Linked DNA regions of Astyanax mexicanus: region 1 is linked to region 2. A link is a contact called in public Hi-C data. All regions are on one chromosome and are shown on one strand. Each heading gives the region's core, a stretch centred on a gene start, on an enhancer-like site or on the middle of the called end of the contact. The rest is flanking DNA. Distances are from core to core; before and after follow the strand shown.

The links. A called contact is a pair of places that touch in the nucleus more often than the background predicts.
Region 1: a contact with region 2 is called in a Hi-C map of muscle, with 13 times the contacts expected there. The contact joins the enhancer-like site here to the promoter of cd82a in region 2. A contact is called at or near these places in 2 of 3 Hi-C or Micro-C datasets (both in muscle).

The regions. Positions count from the first base shown.
Region 1 is chr16:38,727,452-38,733,499 of AstMex3_surface, reverse strand. All of the region lies in intron 3 of cd82a (CD82 molecule a), which reads right to left. Among protein-coding and RNA genes, the nearest start is that of cd82a, 36 kb to the right of the region's middle. Within about 2 kb of position 2,764, the one cell type or tissue checked has an H3K27ac peak away from gene starts, as active enhancers do.
Region 2 is chr16:38,690,565-38,696,965 of AstMex3_surface, reverse strand. It overlaps cd82a (CD82 molecule a), which reads right to left and starts at 2,247. Exons shown (of 10, transcript XR_007424781.1): 1 at 2,089-2,247.

The sequences.
Region 1 (6,048 bases), core at 1,515-4,014, 36 kb before region 2:
GTTTGTTGTTCGGCCAATTATTTAGTGAGGTTCCTAACCAAGATCATTTCCTTTATTTTCCCCCCATATTGTAAATGAATACTGAAGTCATAAAGACTTTGAAGGAACACATAAGGAATCATGTAGTAACTTAAAAGTGTTAAACAAACTAAAATATTCTAAAGCTGGTAACTCTGGTGAACTTATCCTGTGCAACAAAGGAAACTCTTGCTCTTCCTTTCCAGGGGCAGTCCTGATGAGTGCCAGTTTCTTCATCATAGTGTTTTTGATGGTCTTTGTTGGGACTGCACTTGAGGATACAACATTTCAAAGTTCTTGATATTGTCTTTCAGATTGACTGACCTTCATTTTTTAAAGTCATTTATTTACTTTTCTTTACTTAGTTCTTCTCATAATCTGGATTAGAACATTATTTAAATAGAGCTATTCACTGTATACCTGTAACTCTACCTCTGCACTACTTTACTTTAACTGATGCTCTCAAACACTTTATTAAGAGACAAGAAATTCAAGTAATTAACTCTTGAGTTCAGCACAGCTGTTAACTGAAAGCCTGAATTCCAGGTGACTCTACCTCATAAAACTGACTGAGACAATCGAGCCAAGATGTTCAAAGCTGTGATATAAAGCAAATTAATGATAAAACCATAGTTTGGATAACTTTTTAAGTATTGTTCTCTGTTTTAGGTTCAGAATTCTGGGTTTTTGGATAATGAGTGTACAACTGAAGCCAAAGCCAGAGTCTCTGCTCTCTAGAAGAGTGCCAGCAATCATGTCTGTCTTAGTCATGCTTGGCCAAGGAGGATGCCGTCTGGACGCCATGCAGTGTCTCTTTAGACACAGATTAAGAGTCCTGCACCAAATCACACTCTCAGCAGGGAATCACCCTTAACCCTTAGAACTCTAGGCTGTTTTGATGTGTTTATTCTCAGTTTTTGATTTCAGTTCCTCTTTCAGGTCTTATAACACAGTAATTATATCAGACAGACACATGCCCTGATCTCTTTTACTCCAGAAGACACATGGCTGCTCAAAAATATCATCATTTCAAATAAAGTAAAAGGAAGCAGAATTGTTATATTTTCCTGGAACTGATCATGTTTTGCTCAAAATTTTACTAAGCACCTTTATTTATTTATTTTTTTTTACTTATTTTTGAATGTATAGACTTTAAATATATTCACACTTAAGATATATTTTCAAAAATGGTTAGACTAGCATAAGAATATTGATGATTTGAGTTCATTACATGACTTATTAATTATTACTTTAATAAAATACATGGAGAAACAGCATCAGGCGGACGTTTCGTTTTTTTTCCTTGATAATCAATAATCACACCTCTAGGATACATGGTGATCAGGGGTGTCCAAACTTTTTTTGTTGGGGGCCAGAAGGAGAAATATATTTGAAGTCACGGGCCACAGACTCTGTAATAAAACAAATAATGAAATATACCACTTTAAATAATACTTTTTTTCCTGATTATTTCATTTACACACCATTTTACTTGTCTTACTATCTTTATCTTTGACAGTGTTGTGTAAACTAAGATTTTTCAAATTGATGTTTCATTTCATGATGTCTCTTAATATTAAACTCCTTAATTACGGCAACTTTTAGACTCTTTGGCCCGTTTTTCTGCGCTAGAAATGCGCACCCTCTCCGGTTTTAGACTCTTTGTCCCGTTTTTCTGCACTAGAAATGCGCACTCTCTCCGCTTTTAGACTCTTTGGCCCGTTTTTCTGCGCTAGAAATGCGCACCCTCTCCGCTTTTAGACTCTTTGGCCCGTTTTTCTGCACTAGAAATGCGCACTCTCTCCGCTTTTAGACTCTTTGGCCCGTTTTTCTGCACTAGAAATGCGCACTCTCTCCACTTTTAGACTCTTTGGCCCGTTTCTGACACCTAGTGTTCAAACTTTGAATCTCACATAATAAAAACCTGCTTAACAGCGGGCAAACTTTCATTCTACTTCTAAAGTACTTCGCGGGCCGCTCCAAAAAAGGAAACGGGCCGCAAATGGCCCACGGGCCGTAGATTATTAAAAACCTGAAACTCAGAGCAGCCTATGCCTTTCAGTATTTTGAGTATCAGGACACACAAAGAAAACTATATACAAAAATCTAAACTTTTTAGTCTTAATAAATAAAAATGTGTTTAGTGAAAAATAACTACTTAGTAAAAGTGTGCAAATAAAATAAAAACGATATAAAGTAGTGCGCACACCATACATAGCTTTAGTTTGAGTTAAGCAGGTAGTTTCACACTTTTTTTTTCTGTGGACACTTTTGAGTCTGATATTTACTGATATTATTTGGTTTATTTGAAACATCATATAAATATGTTTGAAGCACTAAAGATAAATATTATATATTGGTTGGGGAAGGAGATTTTTTTTCACTTTTTTAGGTGTTTTTCTCAATGGGTTTCTTGTAGATTTAACTTTACCGCACTGAGATGTGATCACTATGGTTAGAAAGAGTAAGCTCCGCCCTTTCTAACCATATATGGATTATGTTTATGTGTGAAGGGATTTCTGAGTAATTAAGCTGAGAACACAAGGTGCGATTTTGGATTTTGGATTTTTAAGGGTTAATAAAACCTTCTGAAACCTCCCAGTTGAGGCCTGATCTCAGCCTGAGAACTCTGAGACGCTGTGTGAGAAGCTCAAATGAGTTTGGCAGACGTTTCGCAGGACGTCCATCACAGCTGTGAGGACCTGGCGCGGTGCTGAAGGTGGTGGGCTCGCTCGGACAGGAACTCTATGGTTTTCTGAGTGGAGAGTTCAGAGACCAGAACATTCCCAGAGTGAGTTCTGGCCCCGCTCCAGAAGGGCCCACACATCCTGGCGCCAGTCCAGACCGAGGGCCCTCCGTCCCGGTCATACAAACAAGCCGACAACAGTGTGGCGGCTCCCCGGCAAGAACAACATCGCCACAGGCAGCCCGGCCGAACAATAGCACAGTGTACAGTAGCCCCGCGGACTGCGGCCCACGCCAGACACAATGCCTCATCAGTAGCTGTGATGTAATCAGCAGTACCAGCCTAAGGTGCGTCTGCTATCTCATTCTCCAGCAGAATTTTTTTTTTTTTGTTGATTGTGGCTTACAACCAATGAAAACCTAACAATCAATCATTGTCTCAGAAAATTAGAATATTATATATAAGACCAATTGGTACTTTTGGCAGTGTGTCCTACTTTTCCAGTCCTGCTGGAAAATGAAATCCGCATCTCCATAAAAGTTGTCAGTAGCAGAGGGAAGCTGTAAGACATGAAGTGCTGTAAGATTTTGTGGGAAAACAAAACTGCACTGACTTTAGACTTGATAATAAAACACAGTGGATCAACAGCAGCAGATGACAGACATGTCTCTCTAAAACATTGTGTAGCGTCTACTCACTCTCTCTTTATTTAAACATTTTCATAAAATAATAATGATATGTGCACACATTTACTTACAATTGTACTAAGACTGTGCCAACATATTTTTAAAATTAGTGTCTTTAAAAATTGTCTAATAAAATACTAAAATCTATAGCAGAAATTTTACTTTTGAGGAGACCAGCAATATGCACAACTGACTGCTATATGAATGGGAATTTTTTATTTATGCAAAAAGTTTATCCAGGTGCGGATACGACTCAGCATGTTAATGGAGATGCCTCTCATTCGATAAGGAGATCTGCGCAGGCGCAGTAGCCAGAACAATGTGAAAAAGCATGTTTTTCGTGCATATTTTAGACAAATTTTACAATCTATCAATGAGACTTCTGTCAGATTTTATCAGTGATTCAAAATATTATGTTATTAAAACAGTAATCTGACCTACAGTTTACAGTATTTTGGTCTTTAACCATTTGTAGAGATAGAAGGTTCACTTGCATGACTGCTAAGCCACGTTGCAAAGTTGACTTTACCGTCGCCTAGTGAACAGACTTGCCTATAAGAACATCAACTATATTCTTAATTACTGAAGCCCATTTTTCCACTTTAATATATATATACAGAGAGACTGCAACAAAAAAAAGTTCATATACTGAAGTTTATCCACCATAAAATCCAACAACAATGTCCAAATAAAAGCTAATTCTTATGAGGAGTCTCTCTCTTGAGGAAGCATTTTCCTCGCTGTGAGACTAACCACCAGACCCAGTTAAACCAGACCTCAGAGCTGTGGAGAGACCAGCTTTATTACAACATGAAAGCGAGGATCTCTGTTTGAATTAGGTTCTCCATGACTACTACTAGGGAAAAAGGCAACGCCAGAGTCAATAAAAGGGAAAAAGACAAAGTGGCTGAGTTGCTCTGTGTTCCTAATGTAAATGCAGATGCATCCAGATGTACACTGATATGCCAGAACAATGTCATGAGACAGGAACAGGTTTAGAGTCCCGTGACTTTTGCCATGTCACAAGGAAGCTAAAGACCTTTGCACTGACCTGCAGATTATAGCATGTTTCATCTGTTTCATCTTCAGAACCCTTCTAAAAAGGAATAAAACACCAGTAAATATTGGTTTTGCGTTTGAAAGACGGAACCCAGAAGGACTACAAGACAGATGCTGAGCTAATGCTAATTTTCTCCTGAACAGGTTAGCACTGAGCTTCAGCTACAGTAGTCTAACCTTCAGTAGGCATCTATTTTATCATAATTTCTGCATTTATATATGTTTGGGATAACATACTTAGCTTTGGCTAAAGGAGCCAATGGTGCATCAAGCTAGTTACCAGCTAACAGAGTTAACAATACTCTTTTTTTCCTGGTTGTTTTTATCCTTTTGGAATAAAAGAAATACATATACTTCATAAGATGTCTGGGATCTTGCATTTATTTCTATCTGACATGGCAAAGTCATGGGACAGGAACTAGCTCCCTGTCACTTGCAAGGAAAAGTTGCAAGAAAATCAAGCCTACAATTATTACCATACCACAACCTGTTATTTTCCTTTTCCTATTTCCTCAACCCCGGGTTGCCAGGCATGGAACACAATAGCAGTTGAACACAACATGCTGCAGCCTCAGAACTCTTCTAAAATGCCCTTCTAAATAAACCCTTCTTAATGAGCAGAGACGGAGTAAAACACAACTAAATATTAGTAATTCATTTGATAAACGGATCCCAGAAGGGCTACAAGACAGATGCTAAGCTAAAGCTACTTTTCTCCTGAACAGGTTAGCACTGAGCTTCAGCTACAGTAAGCTTACCTTGATTAGTGTTTTTAGGTTCTGAAAGTATATTGTGTATCACAATAAGAAATAAATCATATTGCCCAACCCATATATATACGTATACAATGTGAACGCAGTAAATGCTCCAGTGCCCTCCCACCCGGCTGCAGGGCTGCAGTGTCTGGCTGCAGAGCGGAAACGTGGAAATCCTGTGGGGATCATCAGGCTGGGGGAAGCTGCTGCTGCCGGGATTAGAGGAACAATGGCGTTCTGAAAACTCGCTCTTTATTTTAACGATGGGGCGAGGGGAGCGCCACCGGCGGTGGGCGACTGGGAGTCCCAGTAAACGACCTGCACGAACCCCACCGGCTGCAGGAATGTGTGTGTCGGGGGAAATATACCACACACGGCTGGAGAAACCAGAGCCACCAACACGTGCACCATGAGGCCCTCAACCTGACATCATTACATCAACCTGAGCTGTGCTCCATTCAATCAGGGGTTCACACTCAGCACCATTCATGACCTGAACACAAACGACTCCCTAAAGACCAGAGCAGGACTTTCCATGATGCCCAAACTCCTGCATTTCTTTCAGTAAAGCCACAACATTTAAAAGATGTCCCATTCACCCTACAAACACATCTGAAGGCGTGCAACAATACATGGTTGACGCTAGGGGTGGGCGATATGGCTCTAAAATAATATCACGATATTTCAGGGTATTTTTGCGATAACGATATACTTGGCGATATAGGAAAACTAAAATAATTAATTCATTTCAGGAATATAGTATAATAGTATAACAGTATAATCATAATGTGGCAAAATAAATAATATAGCATAAAATAATATAATGCAGCAAATAATATTGCAG
Region 2 (6,401 bases), core at 998-3,497:
CATGTATGTCTGTGTCCCTGCTGCTGTATTGTACACATAGTGTCTCCCCTTTTTCTTTATTATCCATTATCTGTACTTGCTGTAAAATTGGGAAGGAGAGTAACGTAATTTCAATTCTATGTATGTCCTGTACATATGCAGCATTGACAATAAAACTACTTGACTTGACTTGACTTGTAATGTGAACGTATCTTTTGTGTGTGAGAGCGTTCACTGCTGCTCATGCTAATTTGGGTGACTTCAGTATAAATTTACAATTCAGAACATTTAAAAATAATAAAAAACACTGAATTTAATGTGCATCCAAGTTTTGACTGGTGCTGTATTCATAGTATAAAATTATATTTATATGGGCGGGGCTTAAACACAACGATGAACCACTTCTGACACCAATTTTTTTACATGTAAACTAATGATCTAAAAAACCAATACTGTGTTTAATGACTAAAAATAGATAGTGTTTTTGAAAACCAATACAGTACTAAAATACTAAATATCACGATACTTCAATACTTCGATATTATTCTACACCCCTAGTTGTGAGCTCCAGCTCTGAGACTGAGAGGCTGAGGAGGATTTCACACAGTTTCAGTCTGAAAGCTCTACAGCTCTGGGCTATGAACTGGATCCAGCTTGGCTTTGGGTTTAGAGGACTGGTTTTAATTCTCACAGAATGCTGAGTGTGTACTCACTGCCCTACTCTCAAACACTGAGAGAGCTTTAACTATACTCTATACTCACTGCCCTACTCTCAAACACTGAGACTGAGATTTAACTATAGCTAACTGTGTCAAAACATCATAACTCCTAATTATCCTCCACCTGAGACAGGTAAACACAATAACACACCTGAACAACACACAACAGCATGAGCTCACACAATCACACAACTCAAGTCAACTTAATACAACACAATACAACTGAAAACAAATCAACACAGTCCAACACAACTCAACAGACAACTTAATAGAGTACAACGCAACATAACTCAATAGACATCTCAATACAATACACTGCAACTCAAAACAAATCAATACAATACAACTCAACTAAACACAAATCAGTACGATACAACACAACTTAATACAACACAATACAACTAAAAACAAATCAATACAACTCAACTCAAAACAAATTAATCCTCAATGCAATACAACTCAACACAACTCAATACAATACAACTCAACAGATAACTTAATAGAATATAACGCAACATAACTCAATAGACATCTCAAAACAACTCAACACAAATCAATATTATACATCTCAACTTAACACAAATTAGTACGATACAACACAACTTAATACAACACAATACAACTAAAAACAAATCAATACAACTCAACTCAAAACAAATTAATACAACACAATATATCTCAACACAACTCAACTTAATACAATACAACTCAATAGACAACTTTATTGAATACAATGCAACATAACTCAAGACATCTCAATACAACTCAACACGCCTCAAAACAAGTCAATACAACTCAATGCAATACAACTCGACACAACTCAATAGACTACTTGATAGAATACAACGCAACATAACTCAATAGACATCTCAATACAACTCAACATGCCTCAAAACAAATCAATACAACTCAACACAACACAAATCTGTACGATACAACACAACTCAATACAACACAATACAATTCAACTAAAAACAAATCAATACAATTCAACTAAAACAAATCAATACAACTCAACTTAAAACAAATGAATACAACACAATACAATACAACTCAACACAACTCAATGCAACCCAACTCAATAGAATACAACTCAATACCTGAAACACTATGAATACTGAACTCGAACAACACAGTCCCTCGTGCGTTTATAAGTTAAAGCTGCGAGTGTGTAGAACTCCACTCAGCTTAATACAACACAACACAATTCAACTCAACTCAACACAAATCAATACGATGCAACACAACTGAACGCAACTCAACACAGCTCAACACCTGAAACTCTCTGAGTACTGAACTCAGGTAACTGAACCCTGTCTGTCCCAAACAACACAGTCCCTCCGCGTGCGTTTCTGAGTTAAAGCTGGGAGAGTGTAGAGCTGATACTCACGCGCTGTGTTCGGGTTCTTCTGGAGTATAGTAGAGTATACTATAGTGGAGTATAGTGGAGTATAGTGGAGCAGCTGGGAGCCTGAGAGAGTGGGAGATCTGAGTCCAGTCTGAGACACGCAGAGACTGATCCTGCCTTCCACACTGCCGAACTGATTCACTAACGACTCGAGAGAGAGAACCGACTCATTCCAAGTGAATCAGTTGATCAGTAGAACCGATTCTAAATCTGAACCAAGTCTGAATCTGATTGAATCAAACACTTTTGCATGTTAAAAAAATGATTCCTGACAGTTGTTTTTTTTTTGTTGCTTAGATGGAATTTTATGAATTTTGAATAATAAATAATCTATTCTGGTTTGTTTAATACTTTTTGTTTACAATATAATTCTGAATGTGTTCCTGTATATCTTTAATTTTGTCTTCAATATTAAATTTACCATGTACAAAATCATAGAAAGAAAGAAGCACATTGAATTAGAAGAGGTGTATTTTTGTTCAATATCTAAATACATATACCTATATATAAACATACCTATGCATAGCAAAAATATATTCGATAAATAAATGTTGTATATTTTTTACATTTAATACTTAAATCATCTAATTATTTAATTATTATACATTGTTTGGCTGGATATAAATAAATTATATTAAAATGTGATGGGCTCTTTTTTATCTTATTTTTAAACATTTAATCTACATTAAAGCATTACAATATGTATATAAAATATATATATATATATATATTAAAATGTACACCTAAATATGTATTTGTAAACATTTTACATTTGACATTTTAGTTCACTGTTTTTTGTTAAATGTATATTTGTTAATAAATATATATCTCATATCTGTATATAATAAAAAATAAATGTATTTGAAATATATTTAAATATATTTGGTAAATAGGACTAAGCAGTTTATTTTGCAATATATTTTAGTGTGTATTAAATATTTAGATTTTATTGTGTATTTTGGAATTATTTGAAATATATTTAAAATATTTTAAATATATGTCTATATTTGTTTTTTTTTTTCATGTGGGTCATTTCTTTGAAGTAATGTTTTAATAGGCTATATTTTAACATGATTTTGATCATTATTATGAGCTTGTGTCTAAATGATTTGATTATCTGACTGACTCACTGAATCAGATCCGTTTAAAGAATCGGTTCAGTGGAGTCGAGTCATTAACCCGTTCTCACAGCGCCACATGGCTACAGCTGGAGTGTAGGGCGCTCTCGGGCTCCGCCCCGCGGCCGCTGGGTGGAAGTGCAGGAGGGAACTGATAAGCAGAACAGACAGAACTGTCACACCTGTGATCTTCCCGCCACAAACACACCTGTAACCGGAAATGGTTCAGAGAACTGGAGGAGGAAATGACGACATTTTAGCTGAAATGATAAAAAAAACATCCTGTGTTTAATATTTTCCTGGAATTGGAAGAACATCACTGCTAATAGAACAGGACCCTCTGTAATGATTAAGCTCCATTCAGTATATTATTATTATTATTATTATTATTATTATTATTATTATTATTATTATTATGGGCCAGTTTTCCAGACAGTAATTAAGCCTAATTAAAAATCTCAATTAAAAATACAATCGTTGTTTATTTTACAATGCATTTATCAATACATTTGAAAATGTATAAAAAAATAAAATAATAAAAAAGTGTCCAACAAAAATATTTTGCACTGCAGTTGAATCTATTTTCTCCCTTACAAAGGGAAGCATGAAGTGCTGTAAGATTTAGTTGGAAAACAAAACTGCACTGACTTTAGACTTGATAATAAAACACAGTGGATCAACACCAGCAGATATCAGACATGTCTCTCCAAACCATCACTGATCATCAGTAAATTTTACATTTTATTTAAAGTAAATCAAGGGAGCAGAGTCTGGAGGAAGAGTGGAGAGACACACAGTCCAAACTGCTCGAGGCCTAGTGTGACGTTTCCACCAATCAGTGGTCTCATGTCTTTAATATTAATCTATAATGTAGAAAATACATTCAATACAGAATAAAGCATGGCCTTGCTGAACCTGAAGTAACACGAAAGTAATGCAATAGTTACTTTAACTGGTAACTAGTTACTTTCATAGTGTTGTAACTCAGTTAGTAGTTTTTTGGAGAAGTAACTAGTAACTATAACTAATTACTTTTTCAAAGTAACCTGCCCAACACTGCTGGTATGTTGTGTTGTGTTTGCTGGCCTGTCCATCTCTCTGAAGCTCCTCCCACTGCTGGATGAGAGTGCCGACTGTTTAATCAGCACTGTGAGTGAGTGAGTGTATGATGCGTACAGTATGATGTCATCAGCTACATAAGCTGGTCCAGTTATACAGTCAGAGCTGAAACAGTGCAGCACCTGTCCGTGCCTGTGCCCACTGATCACCCAGCTGTTCCTGCTCACGCTCTCGTGCCCCTCGGCCTGATTCAGCTGCTTAATCACCAGCACTCTGTAAAACGATTCATTACAGCAGGAGATTCACCCACAGTGACTCAGTGGAGCAGTGATTCAGTAGCAGCAGTGACTGCGGTGGCTGTGGTGACACAGACCCCCTCTTCACAAAGAGCTGTAAAAGAAAACACACACACACACACGCGCACACACGCACACGCACACAGCTCTACAGATCTGTGGAGAAGTGATCTGCTCAGATGACTCATCTTCACCATGTTCTCCACAAGTGTCTGTGTGTACAGTGTGTGTGACGTCACGTACACGAAGTACACAGCACAGTGTGGTCTACAGTGTAGTATAGTATATGGGGAATACCAGAGGTGGAAAGTAACGAATTACATTTACTCAAATTACTGTAATTGAGTATATTTTATGAGTAATTTGTAATTTTTAAAGTAGTTTTTAAAATAGGTAATTTTACTTTTACTTAAGTTCATTTTGACACAAGTAATTTACTTTACTACATTGAAAAAAAGCTGCGCGGTAAACTAATTGTCTGAATAAAAACATTTTCTTTTGTTCTGTGTTCTTTTTTGTATGATTTCTTGTTTTTCATGATAATTCCTTAAGTTTTTAATGAGAACATTAAACAATCTGCTTGGATGTTAAAAAAAAAAAAAAATAGCAGTTAAAGCATAGCAATGGCAAGTTATATAATAATGAACTGTAAAACTACGGTTTATAGTCACCTATATTACCATAACCTTTTAACTTTTTAACAGTAAAGAAAAATAAAATGTATCATAGAAATCTATACCACTTGTTCTTGAAAATGTTTTATGGGGTGGTCTGAACAAATAATGCCTGAAAGGTCCAAATTATTATTTGGAATAATAATTCATTAAAAAGATTTAATTCATGATTTGTATTTTTTTTTTTTTTTACACCAAATAAATAAAAGTAATTATGTAACTTTTACTTAAAGTAAATTCTAAATTTAGACTAGATTTTTAGATGGGTACTTTTACTCGAGTAGAATTTTAGCAAAGTAAAGGTACTTTTACTTAATTACTAAGTACTTTTTCCACCTCTGGGTAATACTGTAGTAGATCTGTTTTTCTTTAAGGGGCATTTTTACAGTATAAAAATCTCTAAAATGTGATTTTTATGTGAGCTGAGCAAATAAAAAATATTTAATTGCACTTTCCACTACACCAGACTCACTGCCTCAACTAAACTTTATTAAAAGTTTCTTATTAAAAATGAGACTAAATGAGATTAAACTACCATATTTTCTGTACTATAAGGGGCACTTAAAATTTAATTTCCTTTAATTTTCCCAAAAATGATCAGGGCTCTTCATGTATGAATTCTACCAGTCAGGTATTAAGCAACAGTAAAGCCACTCCACTGAACTACAGTGTTATACAGTAGTTTCGGTTTAAGTCTCCAGCAGTATTAGCATTAGCTGCTAACCATAGCGCTAAATGCTAGCTCTTTCACCGTTCAGAGGTGAGGATTATCGGTCTGTACCCTGCTGCTAAATCCGGATAGTACTGCTGAAACCACATAAGCATTAGCCGCTAACCACAGCGCTGAGTGCTAACTCTTTGGCTGTTCAGAGGTGAGTATTATCGGCCTGTACCGTTACTAACTCCGGATAGCACTGCTGGAGCAGTAATAGCATTAGCCGCTAACCACAGCACTAAGCGCTAGCTCTTTGGCCGTCCACAGGTGAGTATATTGGACTGTAGCCTGCGTGTTTACTGTGTTAAAACAAGCTACCTGGATTAAACCGCTAGCTAATATCTTCCTGGCTTACTGGAACACTCAGGGGTTCCTCAGTGTAGCTCTGTCGGGTGGCATTAGCCGAGAACGCCAATGCTCCAGCTTTAGTGGG